6 separate regions of the Mus musculus genome follow, and all the other regions are linked to region 6. Evidence: chromatin contacts called from public promoter capture Hi-C data. All regions are on one chromosome and are shown on one strand. The core of a region is the stretch at or near the end of the contact, and the rest is flanking DNA. Distances in the headings are between cores, read along the strand shown.

Evidence for each region. Promoter capture Hi-C pulls out the DNA fragments that hold promoters and counts their contacts. Capture Hi-C pulls out chosen DNA fragments and counts their contacts.
Region 1: a contact with region 6 is called in a promoter capture Hi-C map of pre-B cells, with 4 times the contacts expected there. The contact joins the promoter of Tfg here to the promoter of Arl6 in region 6. A contact is called at or near these places in 5 of 39 promoter capture datasets (the 3T3-L1 cell line, the HPC-7 cell line, liver and 1 more), 1 of 484 Hi-C or Micro-C datasets (pre-B cells), 1 of 115 datasets of contacts at active chromatin or transcription factors (astrocytes) and 2 of 9 other capture datasets (adipose tissue and liver).
Region 2: a promoter capture Hi-C map of pre-B cells shows a contact between it and region 6, with 5 times the contacts expected there. The contact joins the promoter of Tbc1d23 here to the promoter of Arl6 in region 6. A contact is called at or near these places in 4 of 39 promoter capture datasets (hippocampal neurons, liver and pre-B cells), 1 of 484 Hi-C or Micro-C datasets (CD4 T cells), 1 of 115 datasets of contacts at active chromatin or transcription factors (embryonic stem cells) and 1 of 9 other capture datasets (adipose tissue).
Region 3: a contact with region 6 is called in a promoter capture Hi-C map of adipose tissue, with 5 times the contacts expected there. The contact joins the promoter of Tomm70a here to the promoter of Arl6 in region 6. A contact is called at or near these places in 2 of 39 promoter capture datasets (liver and pre-B cells) and 2 of 9 other capture datasets (adipose tissue and liver).
Region 4: a contact with region 6 is called in a promoter capture Hi-C map of pre-B cells. The contact joins the promoter of Cmss1 here to the promoter of Arl6 in region 6. A contact is called at or near these places in 4 of 39 promoter capture datasets (embryonic stem cells, frontonasal cranial neural crest, liver and 1 more), 1 of 484 Hi-C or Micro-C datasets (pre-B cells), 1 of 115 datasets of contacts at active chromatin or transcription factors (astrocytes) and 1 of 9 other capture datasets (adipose tissue).
Region 5: a contact with region 6 is called in a promoter capture Hi-C map of liver, with 4 times the contacts expected there. The contact joins the promoter of Nit2 here to the promoter of Arl6 in region 6. A contact is called at or near these places in 4 of 39 promoter capture datasets (hippocampal neurons, liver and pre-B cells), 1 of 115 datasets of contacts at active chromatin or transcription factors (astrocytes) and 1 of 9 other capture datasets (adipose tissue).

Annotation. Positions count from the first base shown.
Region 1 is chr16:56,716,125-56,718,847 of GRCm38.p6, forward strand. It overlaps Tfg (Trk-fused gene), which reads right to left and starts at 1,326. Exons shown (of 8, transcript NM_019678.3): 1 at 1,061-1,326.
Region 2 is chr16:57,229,977-57,232,840 of GRCm38.p6, forward strand. It overlaps Tbc1d23 (TBC1 domain family, member 23), which reads right to left and starts at 1,490. Exons shown (of 19, transcript NM_001358433.1): 1 at 1,338-1,490. The coding sequence starts at 1,390.
Region 3 is chr16:57,120,458-57,123,189 of GRCm38.p6, forward strand. It overlaps Tomm70a (translocase of outer mitochondrial membrane 70A), which reads left to right and starts at 1,257. Exons shown (of 12, transcript NM_138599.5): 1 at 1,257-1,737. The coding sequence starts at 1,405.
Region 4 is chr16:57,605,113-57,608,129 of GRCm38.p6, forward strand. It overlaps Cmss1 (cms small ribosomal subunit 1), which reads right to left and starts at 1,755. Exons shown (of 10, transcript NM_025599.3): 1 at 1,554-1,755. The coding sequence starts at 1,614.
Region 5 is chr16:57,165,921-57,168,640 of GRCm38.p6, forward strand. Nit2 (nitrilase family, member 2) reads right to left here and starts at 1,412. Exons shown (of 10, transcript NM_023175.1): 1 at 1,361-1,412; 2 at 178-296. The coding sequence starts at 1,367. It overlaps Gm16892 (a long non-coding RNA gene), which reads left to right and starts at 1,449. Exons shown (of 2, transcript XR_003951893.1): 1 at 1,449-1,550.
Region 6 is chr16:59,637,660-59,640,645 of GRCm38.p6, forward strand. It overlaps Arl6 (ADP-ribosylation factor-like 6), which reads right to left and starts at 1,680. Exons shown (of 8, transcript NM_019665.3): 1 at 1,271-1,680. All of the region lies in intron 1 of 4930547E14Rik (RIKEN cDNA 4930547E14 gene), which reads left to right.

The sequences.
Region 1 (2,723 bases), core at 76-2,575, 2.9 Mb before region 6:
AACGCCCACCCTCTAAACAAGTTTCTTTTTCCCTTCTTTCTTTTCTTGTCCCCGCCTCCCCAAGACAGGATTTCTCTGGGTAGCCTTGGCTGTTCTGTAGACCAGGCTGGCCCCGAACTCAGAAATCCACCTGCCTCTGACTCCTGAGTGCACCACCACCAACTGGCTCCTTTTTCTTCTCTATTTTTTCTTTCTCTCTTTTCTTTTCTTTCTTTAAAGAACCTTGATTATTCTAAAACTGTAAGTGGGTCTCAAAATCTGTATGACACGCAGTGTATATGGCAAGAATGTAACCATTTTCACTGGTAGCTATGTGAGCTCAAGTTCTTCTCTGCGGCGTACTTTCTGCACATGCGAAGGGAGCCTAACAAGCTACTTTGGTAGAATCTTTGAGATTACCTATCTACAATTCTCCCTACCGTGCCCAGAGACGGCAACTTAACAAAAGTTGGCAACTGTAATCAGTAAAACTGGGTAGGGCCCCAAGAGGACACTAAGCACGGGAGTGTACGACCGAATGGGGCTCCTTTCTGTGTCCTCAATCTACCGATTAACTCCAGGTCTACGCTCCAACGTCCAAGCCACTCCCGGGGATCAGGCACAAACGCTTTGGGCTTTCTCAAGCCCCCTTTCTATGTCTTCCATGATTCACCCTCCACCTTCCAAGTTGCTCTAGAGGGTGAAGCACCGAGCAAACGCCCCAGGCTTCTTCGATCCCTGGTTCTCGACCTCCGTAAGAGGTACCCCCAGGCTCCCCTCTACTCTCTGGGGCCGGAGGGAACAGGACTTGGGGTATCAGCGGGGCCAAACGCCCTCCAGGTCAGGCCGGGCCGGGCGCCCTCTCCTCCCCCTCCCTCCCTCCCTCCCAGCCGCCCCTCCCCCATGCCGGGCCGCTCGTCCGCCTCACCCGGGCCCTGCGCCCTCCCTCCCAGCCCCTTCCCACGGTCCCCAGCCCCACCCTCCCACCCGGCGCTGGGAGGTTCCAGAAGCCCTGCGGCCCTCCCGGTTCCCCCGACCTCCTCCTTGAGTCGCCACGCGCGCCTCACTCCGGCGGACATACCCCGCTTGCCGAGGCCGTCCACCTCAGCTGACCCGGCCGCTGCGGGCTCACTCGGTGTCGCAGAGGAGGCTTCCAAACCCCGTCCGCTCCGCCGCCGTCCGCCGAGCCTCGCCGAGCTGCAGGCTGCGCAGAGCTGGCCAATCGCACGCACCCGACGAGCCTAGCGACAGCCACGGTCCCGTACGTGGCAGGTGGGAAGCGCAGGGGCGGGAGCGAAGGGGAGAAAAAAAAAAACTGCCCTGGCGCCCCGCCTCCAGGCGCACAAGCCAGTCAGGACGCATGCGCAGTGGGTGAGGGGCGGGGCGGGCGAAGACCCCGCTGCGTCGGGTGAGCGGCCCGGCTTCCTCACTGGATGACCGAGTGTAGGAAGTGCGAGCCGAGGCGGACACGCATGCGCAGGGAATTACCAGCACTTCCGGTTTTCCGGGCAGCCAGTCTTTCCTAAGTCTGGCTGCTGGGTGGGCGGGGCGTAGTCTGCAGGGCTGGGTTTGCTACGAGAGCCTGGGGGAAGTGGGGCATCTGTCCAGAAAGGTTTGGGTCTTGTTGCTTTGTGGCTGTCGTGACTACGCGCTAGTCTGTCACATCTCGGAAAAAACGAACCCCTTTTCCGCCTTCTTTCTACACGTTCATTCATTCATTCATTCAGGATTGAGTGCCTACGCTTTGCCGAAAGAGTGCTAGGATGAGTCAGTTCCCCAGCTAAGCTCTACCCAAACATTTAGGAAGATCCGAGTTTAGAGGGCACACCCACCGGTGCAAAAGACAAACTTGGATAGTAAAAACCGAGGCTTCAAGAAGGCTTTTATAGGATAGAGATTTGACCATACCCTACACTCGCCTAAATTCAGTTTTCTTTTTGCTTTGGATGTGTTTAAATGGATGGAACTTGAGAATTATCATCCTGAGTGAGGTGACTCAGTCACAAAGGAGCAAACACGGCTTGGACTCACCCTTGAAAAGACTGCTTACACATTGGTCCCTGACTAGTGTCTGAGCAACTAGAATTCAACAATGCTTCCACTGTTCTTTATTAAGAGCCATCCCTTGTGTCTAAAGTGTTTGAATAAATGTATTTTACGCTGAACACATTTCAATCTGCTTGCAATCTGGGTGCCAGGAATCTTAGTACACAGCAACCAGTGGGTCCCGTAATCTCCTTTAACAAGAAGAAGAAGAAAAATAAATAAATAAAGCAAAGTGGAGTGGTATAATCTAACACTACAATCTAAGTCTTACAAGTAACTTCTGGCAGACTATTCACATGGTTTAGGGACTTGTTGCTGGAAGAAATTAAGTGTGTCCAGGAAGAAAGCTTAGATGTGTGCTCTGGTCTCATACAGACTTCTTTCTTTATAATTTGTTCTTTTGCTATGTTCCTTTATGTTCTTTTCTATAATACCGTATGTCCTAGACATGGATACAGTTCCCTATAGTATCTGTGCAAAAACCATACAATGCCTATAGATGTAATTTGAGCATACTTTTTATTAAAAAAATCTACATCTAGAAACACAGAGATCTCATTACCAGAATAATCTGGAAAGAAGAGGTTGTAGATTTTGTAGCAGTGCTCAGAAAGGACTTTAGTACTGTTGCTTGTCTGCTTTCAGGACAATATATTCATTCACTACTTAACTGGGGTACTATTTTGTTAATAATTTCA
Region 2 (2,864 bases), core at 240-2,739, 2.4 Mb before region 6:
TATTTTGAACAATGTTAAGGTAAGTCTTACTGATGCTTCAGAGTCTAACTCACACACCAGTGCCTCCATGAGCTTTTGTAATGCATGCTGAAATGGTTTCTGCCTCTTCTGAACTCCCACAACACTTATTTACAATCTCAGAGAACAAAATTAACTTTAGCTTGCTACATGTGTACCTGTCAGTCCCCAGAAGACCAGCTACTCAACTGCTATATCGTGTATTCCTTTCTGTTATTTCTATTGTCCTCAATTAGTAAAGTACAAATTTACCAAAGGCTTGCATTGTGTGTAGGTACACCGTGACAGTGATATATAAACACTGTGAAAAACAACAGCAAAATCCATGAGTCTTACACCTGGTCAATACAGTTAGATCAACTGTAAGATATACACGTGCACACACACACACACACAACTTCAAAAGTAGAAGTGTCCACCAAAAATTAATGACCCTCAGTGGGAAAAATAATGCCTACCAAAAAGGTATTGGCAGGGTTGGGGATGTATCACAGTTGGTAGAATGCTTGTCCTAGCACACAGGAAGCCCTCGGTTCAATCCCCAGCCCAACACAAACCAGGCAGGATGGAGCTTACAAGCCAGCACTCGGGAGGAGAAAGCAAAAGCATTGGAAGTCCACAGTCATCCTCAGCCACTCAGAAAGTTCGAGGCCAGCCTTGGGCTACATGAGTTCCTTTAAAAACCAAATCTTCCCACAGCCCCAGAGACACATGCAAATGCCCGGGAGAAACAGTAACAAAATTCAAAACGCCCTCCAAGTCATGAAATTAAATTGTGAGGAAAGTGGTGGGGAAGAAAAAAAAATAATAATAACAAATGTTAGAAACTGTTGGGAGATAAACAAAATTAATAATAATAATTTTTTTTTTTAAAGACAACCCTGAACTACGTAGAAGGAATCTTGCTGGGTGTATCTCACGACCTCTGCACTGTCAAAGGTCGCGGTGGTTATTTCAAAAGATCTCATTTCAAATGGTCTGAGATCTCCATCCAAGAACTTCCTCCTTAGTGCGCCCATTCCAACTCCCTGGCTAGGGACTCGGCGAACTCAGTGGGGAAGCCACTCTCTTCGCTGGGCCAAGCGGGAGGACCTGACTTAGGCGCAGATCCAGGATGGCCCCTGAGTCCCCGGGATTCTGCCCCAGCCGCAGAAGCCCGCGGGCAGAGGGGACCCTGAAGCAGAGGGGGCGGGGCAGGGGCTCAGAGGAGGACAGGTGCCTTTTGCTCCACGCCCCGCCAGCCAGCACCTCGGGGACAGGCAGGATGGCGAACAGGAAGAGAAGGGGCCAGTGGGAATTAAACCTGGGCTCGCACTCACCAGCTGTCCCCGCCCGACGTTGACAGTGGCAGAAGCTCTTCTCCTTCCGCCATTGCTGTTGACGTCCACGTCACTTTGCCGAAAAGTGGACCTGGCACCGAGACTGTCTCAGAGATTCAGTGTCGTAAAAGGAGTTATGAAGTCTGAGACTTGAGACTCACCAGAGCGAAAGAGGGAGGAGGCGAGGAATTGGAAGGATGCAACGTCACCACGTCTCTAGGGCGAAAGGCGGAGCCCGGAGCTTTGCGAGAGGGAGAAGATTATGGAAGACCACAAATCCCAGGATGCCAAGGGCCCGCGAACGGAGTGGGCGGGGCACAAGGCTTGTGGGCGGGGCCGACCCTGGGGAGTGGGAGGGGTTCTCCGGGATGGGGCGGGGCGCCACGCTGCGGGCAGGCGTGGCTCAGAGGAGACTCTGAAAGTGAAGCATCCTGGCTTGGCGTCTTAATGTTTGGGTCTCTGGCTGTCCGGTGTGAGCCAGAATTGAGAATCCCAGCTAGTGGAGAGAGGAGGGCAAGTATGAATTCACACAGAGAAGGTAGGCTGAATAGAAAAAAAGGAAAGGACATACCACATCATTTGTAAAGACCATTCAAAAAAATAAAAAGGCCAGGGACTTAGTAAACCATACAGCACTTGCCCAGCATCCTCAATGATTCAATCACCAGAGCTACAAGAAAAATAAAAATACACGAAGGACTCTGTCAAGCTATCCAGTTAAGAAAATTATACTCTAGTCTTCTATCTTAAATATGTCTTCTAACAGCCAGGAGAATCAACTGTAGTTCTGAAACTGAAATTCCAGTTTAAAAAATCAGTTTAAGAAAGCTGCCGAGGGGGGCTGGTGAGATGGCTCAGTGGGTTAGAGCACCCGACTGCTCTTCCGAAGGTCCAGAGTTCAAATCCCAGCAACCACATGGTGGCTCACAACCATCCGTAACAAGATCTGACTCCTTCTTCTGGAGTGTCTGAAGACAGCTACAGTGTACTTACATATAATAAATAAATAAATCTTAAAAAAAAAAAAAAAAAAAAGAAAGCTGCCGAGATCCTTCCCTTCCTAGCCAAAGTCCCATTTGTCCCTCTAAATGGGCCTCCTTGTTCCGCACCCAGGTTTCATCCACAGTACCAGTATTACCAAAACACTAGCCCCTGGGCTATCTTTGCCTAGTACAGATTCAGGGAGGAGCTGAACAAATATTTTTAAGCCCAGGAACAACGATGCAGTTAACTACATGAAATTTATGGATAAATCTGAAAATGCCATTGTTAGATGAACCAAACAGATTACAAACAAAAGGCATCGTTTATGTTTGATATCAATATATTAGCAATAGATGCATGCACACTGAGAAATGCAGGGGTAATGTGTAGAAAAACTGAAAACAATTAAGTTTTAGATGGGGCAGGAATGACCAGAAATAGCTTTAATTAAGTAAAGTAAGTTTCTGTTCGATTGGTTGGCTGGTTATGTTTTGTTTTGTCTTTTGAGACAGTCTCACTAGTAACCTTGAGGAGCTCAGAATT
Region 3 (2,732 bases), core at 7-2,506, 2.5 Mb before region 6:
ATTATGGTGAGCATCCTGTGGTACTTAAAAGCCAAATGACCATCTATGGGTGTTTGGTTTTTGTTTTTTTGGTTTGTTTGTTTGTTTGTTTGTTTGTTTGTTTGACAAAAGGATGTTCAAACCTGAAATGAAGAGCCATAGCCTGGAACATTTAATTATCCATGCTTTGCCTTTTTTTCTTGAAAATTGTGTGAATTCCAAACACCTTGCAAAGTAGACTTCATGCTTTGAGACCAGATCCAGAGTTCATGAAGGCTTAAGAAAAGTACTTCAGGGCTGACGAGATGGCTCAGCAGTTAAGAGCACTGACTGTTCTTCCAGAGGTCCTGAGTTCAATTCCCAGCAACCACATGGTTGGCTCACAACCATCTGTAATGGGATCCGATGCCCTCTTCTGATGTGCTTGAAAAACAGCTACAGTGTAGTCATATAAATGAAATAAATTTTTTTTAAAAATTTAAGTTATTTCAAATAAGTGAGCAAACTCAAAGTGTTGTGACAGACACTTGTGCTCCAGGGAAGGTTGTATGGGCTAGATGTCAGGTGGAATCCATTTTAAGATACACACGTAAAGATGCCTGCGGTGATCCGGGGTCCTCGAGGAAAGCCAATAGGAAAGCCTTCTAACAGACATCCTTGCCCTTTGTAACTATTAAAGGTGCAGCACACAGGCTGCAAGTCACTTCCATGAGTCAACCTACCTTCCCCAGTTTCCATCTAGTCTTTGCCCTCTGTCATTGTCCCAGGAACTACAAATTTGTCCAAACTACAATCTGGCTATTGCAGAAATATACAAAGCTGGTTTACACAGCACGATGGTCTCACCCTTTTTCCCCCCTCCCACAGTTTCAGTCTTTAACAGGCACCAACGTAGCCACACCCCCCTCCCCGATCCTACCAATCAACTGGGAGGCCCACCATCCCTGCTGGCCAATTCCCTTCACAGTGCTTCTGCAAGTCCCGCCCACTCACAGAGCTACAGGGAGCTGTCCCTCTACACTTGCTGCACACGGCCCCCCACGCCCCTCCTCGCCGCACTGGCGACAGTGCCACGGGTCCTTCTGTCCTGGAGAAGAGGTCTGCAGTCACGCAAGGCCTGAGACCTCCCGAGCGATTCTAGGCAACCGCCTGCAAGAGGAAAGGGAAAAGCCACCCAGAGCGCCAGGCCTTCTGACCCCGGAAGTGGTTCTCCCCTGTACAGTAGATAGGGGCGGGCCCAGCCGCCGGTCTAGCCCGGCATGCCCCGGGCTTCCGGTGACCTCTGGCCCTTTTCTGTCGTCCGCTCCTGCTGCTTAGCGTGCTCGCTCGCGCGTTGCTTTCCCTCCACGCTCCCGGCTTCCTCCCCACGCTGCCCGGTGACCGTGGCGCCCGCGACCGGCGCGGCGGCGGCGGAGGACAGTCGTCATGGCCGCCTCTAAGCCCATAGAGGCGGCGATGGCGGCGGCTGCTGCGCCCGGTTCTGGAAATGGAGTGGGCGGTGGCGGTGGGACTGCGGGCCCCGGCTCGGGCGCGGGGACCCTGCCGCGATGGCACGTGGCGCTGGCCATCGGGGCGCCCCTGTTGCTGGGTGCTGGGGCTATGTACCTGTGGAGCCGAAGGCGGAGGCGCCGGGAAGCGGGAGGCCGGGGCGACGCCAGCGGCCTGAAGCGCAACAGTGAACGGAAGACCCCCGAGGGCAGGGCCAGTCCGGCCCTGGGCAGTGGCCACCACGACGGTTCTGGGGACTCCCTGGAAATGGTGAGAAGCCGCCCGGGCCGTAGAGGTGAAAACGAGCGGATGCAGCTTTTCCTTGACCCGTTGTGCGGGTGAGGGGCCCTCCCACCGGTCGGAAACTGCCGAGTGACTTTAGAGTCGTTTCTGGTTGCCTTTATAGGGAATGGAATAGCAGCTCCAGGCTGGCTAGCGTAGAGACGTTCTTTGACAATTTCCTTTGGGATCCAACAGAATACTTTGCCTTTCTTCTAAGTGACACAGCATTTATCCCTAGTATGTAGGTATGGGAAACATGCACAAATATAGTAATTCCATTAAGCGAAGAAAGGCAAATTTCACGGAACGATTGGAGTTGTACCGTGAGTTGTTATTGTGTTTCCCAAGACCAGAACTTTGCTAAGAACCTTTTAAAAACAAGCCATTTTTCTTTCGGAGTTTCTCTCTCGCTCTGATTGTGTGTGTGTGTGTGTGTGTGTGTGTGTGTGTGTGTGTGTTTGGGGAGGGAGATTAGCAACTATTACAAAGTTCAAAAAAATCATTAGGTAGCTTTGTATATAGGAAATAGTTCAGTTTTTAAGGAACTGTGCCTCCCACCCCCACCCCCGCTGCACATCTTAAAATGTTCTATTTCACCTGGACATATATATACATGTGTCCAAGCCTGATAAAGAGTCTCTGGTGTTATAACAAGCATTGGAGTGATAAACTGCTCTATCGGATCTGGTGGTCAGACTATTAAATCTTTTTGACAAGTTTGACGGCTGTGTGGAGAATTGGCATGGACTGAGATTGAGTGAGATAAGGGACTTTACTGGGTCAGGAATTCTGTGGTGGTATTACCAGAGTAATCCAAGTTCAGAGAAACTTACAGGTAAATAAATACCAGGTATGTGCCTGAGGAAATTCTTTATACACACGCATCCTATGTGCACTTAACACTCATGAGAAAAACTGTACAGTTAAATGAATGGCAGGCATTTTCATCCCATTCAGCCTGAAGACACGTTGTTCTTTTCCTA
Region 4 (3,017 bases), core at 505-3,004, 2.0 Mb before region 6:
ATCTCAGTGCTTCTGTTTCCTCCCGTATACAACAGGGATAAAGATAACTACTTCTCTGTACACTTACAAAGATGAATAATCTAGTGCTCATAAAGCAGCAAAAACAATGCATGACAGCAATAGGTAGGCTGAGGCAGGAGAATTAAGAGTTTCAGAATTTAGATCATACTAAGAGCTCAACAAATGAAAACTGGCATTACTGTCATATCCACTGTCTCCTGGCATTTCTGAACACTCCGGTTTTCTTGTTACATGTATGGTGAGAGGGGGCATCTAAGACTCAGAAGAAGCTACTGAGTCATTTGAGAAACACTCCTCAAACGATGGGGAGACTGAGAGTTACAGATTACCTGACTTTTAGCTTCCTACTTCTGTCATCCCTAGTCTAGTCTCAACCCTGGGATCCAGACTGCCACTCGCCACTGGACTGACACTCTACTCTTCTGTTCCCCTTAAATCACAAAACCCATGCTGTAACTTTCAGTTTCACACTGAGAAATGGTCTAAACGTGTTAACTCTGTTTGCTATCATGTGAGATGGTACTGAGATCAAAATAAATGGAAATATGACATTGACCCTACCATCTAAAACTAGAGACAGGTGGACCTTGGATCCTTGGAGGGTGACTTGAGACAGTAACAATAGAAGTAGCTATCGCATGGTTAAGTCTTATGGGGCATGAAATGTTCAAGGCCACTGGAGTGGGGGGGTTACTTAATGCTACTTTACTTGAAAATAAAATGCCTACTGCACACAGAATGGGTACACATAGTACACCATAATAGAAACTGTTGGAGCCGAGCAGTGGTGGTTCACACCTTTAATCTCGGCACTTGGGAGACAGAAGCAGGCGGATTTCTGAGTTCGAGGCCAGCCTGGTCTACAGAATGAGTTCCAGGACAGCCAGGGCTACACAGAGAAACCCTGTCTAAAAAAAAAAAAAAAAGAAAGAAAGAAAAGAAAAGAAAAGAAAAGAAAAGAAAAGAAAAGAAAAGAAAAGAATTTGCTGTAAAGCAGAAGAGTTAAGCCCCTTGCTGGCTCGAACTACACATGATAAAGAACACGCTACTTTAATATTTTGTACATATACTACACGCCAAAAATTGTGTTGTGCTATACAACTTTAAATTACCTTCACTACATCTTCACAATTTTTTGGAGAGAATTACTCCTTTCACACGTGAGGAAAAAGGAGAATGTGTCGGAGTATCAGAGTCTGTGATTTGAATTCCCAATCTGAACCTAGTTCAGGGATTACTGGTAACCACTATGACAAACTGTACAGAAACGGTCTATCTAGTCTCAAGAAAATAGTAAAAAGTCTAGAAAACCAGAGCGCAGGAAGTAGCCCTCTCAGACTGGCAGGCGGCGACGGGGTCCCTCTCGTTCCACGTGTGACACGGTGTTGTCCCTCCCCAGTTCCCGCGCCGTCCCATGTTCCCACGGCTCCGCGCTCCACCTCCGGGCAGACCGCCACGACTGCCACACGCGGGTAAGGCAGCTGAGGCGAGGACCAGGGCAGGAGGAACGAGGGAGGCGGGCGAGAGCTTACCTGGGCTGCTGGCGGCTGCCGGCTGGTTCTCCCACCACTCGTCTCCCAGATCGTCTGCCATCCCCGTGAGACCCGGACGCGAACTGACAACCAGATGAAAGCAAGGCGGCCGCTCGCGCTCCTGGGCTCAGCTTCACTGGCGGCGTTAGCAACGCTACACGCGGAAAAACCAAGGAACTCCGTCGCCCGCGCCACTGGAGATGACGTCACAGACGCCACGCCCCCCCAGCTGCGGCAGCCAGGGGTGTCGCCGTTTCCACACAGGCTCAGACGTTCAAGATCGGCCTAGAAACTCCAAATAAATGCTCTGTTGAGCCTAGAAATACAAGAAAAGAGTTACCATCGGTTTGGGTTATTTTTTTTTAATATTTAAGTATTTTGTTTTGGTTTATGGCCGAAAAGCCGATGTCGAAAGTGCAAGAACGGATGCTAAGACGATTTTTCTCTGTTGGATTTCAAAGAGCTTGCACCGCGGGAGGAGACCCGAGCACGTGGATGTGTTTTCACTTGGTTGTCAGGGTTCTGGCGTTCCAGCGCCTGTGCAGTTTGTCCTTAGAAACGCACCTGAGAGTTGCTGACGATGAATGTCGGAACTTGGTTGTACATGTGAACGTTGCTGCTCTTTTTCTACAACTTAAGAGGGACGAATATCCTGAAGACCTGAAACATACCACTTCTCTATTTAAAATACTTAATCAGGTTTTGATATTCTCTTTAGAGGACTTGGATTGTGATCTGTCCCATTCAGTACCATGGCCCTTGGAACATGAATAGAACTTGGGGCCTGGTGTGGTGGCGCACGCCTTTAATCCCAGCAATCTGGGAAGCAGAGGCAAGCAGATTCCTTGAGTTGAAGGCCAGCCTGGTCTACAGGGGAGTTCCAGGACACCCAAGACTCTGCAGAGACATCCTGTGGAGGAGGAGGAGAATTGTTTTATTCAACAGTACATTTGTTTCTGTCATCTCCATTAGCCATCTGCCTGACAACAGGTATTAAGAGGTCAGGAAGGCCACAGGCCAAATGCAGCGATTGAGTTGTTTGTACCGGTGCTCATAAGTTACTTTTATAGTAGAACGCTTTGGACAACATAAACTAACCAGAAAGAAAGAGTGGCTTTAATATGGTGCGTCTATACATTCATACTTCGTGTATTTGCTAATTCACCCTTTATAGAAAAAAATACAAGCTCTATTGAATAAACAATATAAATTGTATCTTCCCTTTAACTGTTTTGTTACCAGTAAATAGATATCTGGGTTTATAAGTTAGCCTACCCTAACCCCACCTCCAACTCCAACACCCATATCTGGTACTGTAGAATCCAAAATAAGTTCAAGACCACCCAGCCTCTTCCCCTCTGAAGGGACTTTCAGAAACATAGCAGTCAAAATGACTGAGTCTACAGCTGCCAAAACAAAATGAGCTGTTCTTAGAAAAATAACCATAACAAGATAGCAATTTCC
Region 5 (2,720 bases), core at 162-2,661, 2.5 Mb before region 6:
TGACATCTTATGATAAAGGTCGCTACTAGTCTTTGTGAAAGATGAGACAAATACGAAACAATATTAGGGTTCCAAAAGGCATTGCTGGAGGTGGGACATAAGAGGACCACTGCCAGCACGCAGTACTGTGGTGGATCCACAGCTCCTGAAGAATGGGCAGGCTGCCCTGATACTTACAGGCAGAGAAACTATGTTGGCACCTTGCTTTGCTGCCTCCCGCACTAGGCTACAAGCCCGGGTAAGGTTATCTGATTTAATGGAAGAAACTTGAAGCTGTATGAGGGCCAGGCGGAAAGCTGGGGAAAAAAGAAAAAAAAAAAAAAAAAAAAAAGTCATCAGATCTGCCCACTAAGTTCACCCAGGGCCAGGATTCTCAAACAGGATATCAGGCAGTATTTGAACATGGTTTTTGATTGACCCAACTACTGGCAATCTAAAGGGGTATATCGACAACACTGACAAAACCTGGCTTCTGAAGAAGGCCGAAGCTCTCCTTAAAAGTATAAAAACTATGATCGCTCATTCCTTGGCTTATCCTAAATATGATGAGAGAGAAAAAAAAAAAAAAGGCATTTAGCCCCTAACACCTCTTAATTGAACAGTGCCAGAATCTGTATAAAAACAAATGAAACCAAAACCTGGCATTATTTTCAGGTTAACAGACCTTGAGCTGTCACCAGAGTATCACAGAAACTCACTAATATCTCCCCTAACCCTAGGAAGTTAGACTGCCTCTGCTCCTGAGGCAGGAAAGGATAATAAAACTATAGTTTTGTTTCTAGCTTCTTCCAAAAGCCACCCAATATGGACAAGGTCCCGACCCAGGTTAGGGGCCGGTGCAAAAGCGCCCTCTGCAGGCTTACGCAGGAAAACCCCTCCACTGGGGTCCTCCGTGTGCAAGACTTGTTGCTTCCCCTTCTCCGGAAAGCGATTAATGATTTTGAAGATGAACAAGTCGGGGCGGAGGGCACGAAAACACCTCGAGTGACGGGCCTATTACGGGAACAACATTTACATGAATATGCCAGGACAGTGCAACTATAAACTTTTACAGACGAGGAACTGCGGAGTGAGGTGTGATTATCCACCGCTTTGTGAGGCGAGGAAGTCAGAGCCACGAGTTGGACACCACCACCCAACCCGCAAGCTGACCAGCTCCGACAGCACAGGACGCCCCGCGCGGAGGCCTGTGCTCGCACGGCCAGCCGCCCCTGGGCTTCGCCGCGCCGCGGACACCGGTGACAAGAGCCACCGGCATGGCTGACCGGGGGACGCAAGGACCCAGCCGGCTCATCTGCACCGCCGCACGGAGGACCCCGCTCCCGCTGGGAGCTGGACAACCAGACCACGAGCCACTTACTAGACATGGCTCTTCCACGGTGCACCGCAGGCCACAGGGACTCCTGCCAGTCAATCTCCTCCGCAGCGTGCAGAAGGCGGGGCCGAGCCGCGCGCGCAGAAGGGGCGTGGTCAAGGGCTGGGTCGAGGGGCGGAGCCTCGATGAGCTTTGAGGATTTTACTGTTTTGTTTTGTGCTGTGCTGTAATGTAGGTGAGTAAGCCTCCGACTTTGTGCACATTCAGTACCAGTCTACATTCTTGCCTGGGCACCGTACTAAAAATGGCTCACCCTTTGCGGTTGCATACACCAAGAAGTGATAATTACAAATTCTTTATATAGGGCCTTCAAAAGCAAAGTCAAAAAAGAGAAGCCTACGTTATGGTAGTGTGCCATAAATGGTCTGGGGTAGAAAGGTCCTACTTGTGGCACAAAGGACATAAATTTCAGGTTAGATCATGGCAGTGGCCAGGGTAACGATGCTCCATGCTGACTGGCTTGAGGAAGTGCACCTGGTTGTTTTAGGCTAGCAGGACTTCAGAACCTTGCTCCTAACTGGGCTGGGGAAAGAGATAGAGTTGGTGCTAAGCAGTATTCTACGATTTGACCTTTGTATTTATTATTTAATTTTTATTCATTATCATTTATGTAAATATTTATTTTTGTTTTGAGCTTTTCCGGTTTTCAGACAGGGTCTCTTGTAGCCTAGGCTGCACTTTAACTTGCTATGTAGCTAAGGCTCACCTTGACGTCTAATCCTCCTGCTCCCACTCCTGAGTGCAGGGATTGAGTCCTGTAGCAACACACCCAGCTAGTGACATTGCTTTCTAAGCTTTGCAGTGCTTGCAAGTTAAAGTCTATACCTTGTCACATTTGCAGAGCACGGAGCCAAGGGGATTAGAGAGCTTGACAAGAGGAAAGAAAGCCTGCAGATCAGATCCCCAAAAGAAATTTTAGTCAGCTGTCTTCAGTGGGGCTGAGCTTTTCACAAACTTTGGGAGAGACAGAGAGAGCCAAACAGAGAGACAGAGAGAGGGAGAGAGAGAGAACCATAAACAGCAGTTTGAAAAGGACAAAGCAGGGCTGGAGAGATGGCTCCGTGGTTAAGAGCACTTGGTGCTCTTGCAAAGGACCTGGGTTTGGATCTAAGCACCTACATCGTCCTGAGGGGATCACAGAATTGTTTCTTCCAAGAACCTGAGAACACTGGGGAAGCGGGGTGAACAAAGAATGTATGCGCTGGAGGAAGGTGTGGGGATGGGTTGCAGTATGGCCTTATGTCTTCCAGGGTTAACATATTTACCCCATCTTCATCTTGCATTAGAAACTGCAGTGGCCTGGTAGCCATGGCAACTACTGAAGACAAAGCCAGGTCTAAGGTGA
Region 6 (2,986 bases), core at 430-2,929:
ATTAGCTTTATAATCTCTTTCCCTACTCATGTCTATTAAAATTTTCTAAAGAAAAGTATAATCTTAGGGACTGGTTATGTGGCAAAATGGTAAAGTGCTTGCCCACAATGTGCAAAGCCCTAGATTTAATCTCAGGCACTGTAAAACAAAAAAGAAAAAAATAAATAAAAATTATACTCTTAACAGCAGAGACCGCACAGCTCTTCTAGGGGACCAGAGTTTGACTGAGGCTCTCAAGCACCTGTAACTCCAATTCCAGGGCTGGTCACACATTCTGGATTCAACAGGTACTACACAACATGAACAATTATTACATAGAGAGGTGGGGGGAGAGGAGAGAGAACATGGTATAAAGTTGATACTGACGTAAACTATGCCTTAAAGGATAAAAAAAAAGAAAAAAGAAAAGAAAACCCAGCATATTCGCTAGATTAGGAACAAAATATACCTTCAGCTTAAAAAGTCTTACTGTATGTATTGTATAACGCTGGCAAAATTGATAGCTAAAGTAAACTTGGCTAAAATGAAACAACTCCTGTTCTTGAATCAAGAACACTTAGGTGTCTGAGCTGCTTTCTGAGAAGAATCAGCTTTCCAAAGGATTAGGTGGTTACCAGAAAAGCACTGAAGATTTAACATGTTATCCACATGTTAAGACCTTAGCGTTAAGCTGCAGAGAAAGATGAGATGAGACAGAGAAAAACGCCAGAAATGCTACTTTAAACATGATAGTAGTGTGGGCTGTTGAACATTCTTACTACCCCAATAAAACAATCTTATTAAGTTAGAAAATTTGATGATGAAATTTCAACCAAATTATTCATACATCATATAAAAAGGTCCGTCTTGGGCAGCGTTAAAGTCAACCAAACAAGCAAACAGCATTGGCCCAAAGCAGTTCAATACATTTTCGAAGCTCCTTGGTATACATCACATAAACTCAATTTTTTCCCCATCTCTCACAGATGAGAGATGATCTAACTCACTTAGATTCAAAAATACGGGTAATAGTTTAGAGTAATTCTAAATCGGACAGGGAGCGGGTATTCTCTGTCTACCAGGGTGGAAATGGCTGCGAACAGGTAGCGGGAACTTTTTGAACTAGTGGATCCTGCCGCCGGTTCCACAGCGCTACAGACACCGTGGAAAGGTCGTGTTCATGTTATCAAGGGTGAAGCTGATGGCGTGAAAAATCATACCCAACAGAGCTGAAAGAGAACACACAGATGATGGTGAAGAGAGAGAAAAAGCGGGGTGCGGATGGAGGTACCTGATCTTTGACGCCAATCCAAAGGCCAAGGGGCTGACAAGGACAGGAAAGGACGCACTCTTGTACCCGTTTCCGCGGTGGGATCTTCCCCGGAGCCTCAGCCTTCCTCTCTATGCCTCCGTAGGAAGGTTCCCTTGTCCCAAGCACAGCCCCTTCTACAAGTTGGGAGAAACAGCCGGTTCACCCAGGATGCGAGCATCAGTGGCTGAGCAGGCGCCCCGGCGCGCGGCGTTCCCTTGGCAACGGGAGCTTCTTCCGGTCCCAAAGCCACGCCCACCCGGGCGTCGTAGGTGTCCGCCCACAGGTTCTCCTTTCTGCGGCTGGAGAGCTCTGGGTAAAAAAATTAATGGCCTGATTCCCGCAGAGGAACTCTGTTAGCGAGAGTGTGAGCACGGAAGACACGGGGAGCCGCCACTGCATTGGGAGCCGAGTGGTAGCTCCCGTGCTGCTGGGACGCAAGGGAGCTGGAGGCGCGCGCACAGCCTGCCGGGAGGCGTGCGGGGCGGCCTTAGCTGCGCGCGCATCGCTGGTTGCTGGCCTCCGGGGTTCTGGTTAGCGCTTTTGGCCGGACTGCCATATCTGTGGGTGGCAATGTTTTGGCTTGACCGCCCTCGTCGTGGGCGGCGTGAGGCAGGGAAAGGATCTACTTAGATATGCTACTCCCATTACACAGAGCCTTTCCTAGGCTCAGCTAGGCCTGAGAGCGAGCGAGCGAGCTCTGCAGAATACAGTTGTAAGTACAGGCAGGAGAGGGAAACTGGTCAAAACCAGTCAGTATTTAAAAACAGAAACATTATTTGGCAAAGGAAGTGTGACCCTGTCCCTAGTTCTTAGCTGTCTGTTGTCCCGGATATTAACTAACACCAGACATGAGTTTGTGGATCAGAGAGTTTGATAGTTACCGTTCTTAAAATCACTTGGAGTTTATAGCAATAGAAATAATTTGTGCTAATTGAAAGTTTTTTAGATAGACACTTTCCCGCCCATTTGCATTGTTCCCAACAGACAGGCTACAGATGCAACAATTAAAGATCTACATTTTATTTTATTTATTTTTACTTTTTTTTTTTTTTTTTGACTTCAAACTAGCCATTTCCCCCATCCTACTCCTCAATGAATGACTGCATGACAAACTTGTATTTGAAAAGTTTCATCTCTTCATATCACTTGTTAGCATAAATGTGGGATGTTACTTTACTGGTTTTACCAGTTAGTATGTTCAACTACCATACTTGTTTTTCTGCCCGTTAAGGAAGCTGGCCGATTATTTGGACTTGGAGTAGGGTGAAGAAACTGAAAGGAATTCCATCAAAGAGATAGTGGTTAAGACACTGGTATATGCACTGCGGTAGAGTGCTTTTCTGGTGCCTTTCCAAATTCCTTAGTACTCCTAATGTGGAGTAAGGTCTAGTTCTGGTCTCCTGACTCTTGTAAGGCAAAAACCAGACTGAGTGAACAAAACTTCTATAGTTTGTACATCCAAAGGTAGTAACATAAATGCCCTTGTTAAAACAGAAAATGGAAATATACTATACTCTGTGGTCTAGTAAAATTACCCTTTGTGTATATTTCATCTTTGTCTTCAAAAATGTATCTAATCTAGTGGTTTTGAGGACAAAGGAAAGAAAAAAGTATGCATGTCTGACCAATAGATAGCACGTGTTCAATAGATAAGCTTCCTTCGTTGTGAATTTTTTATTACTCAAAGAAAATCAG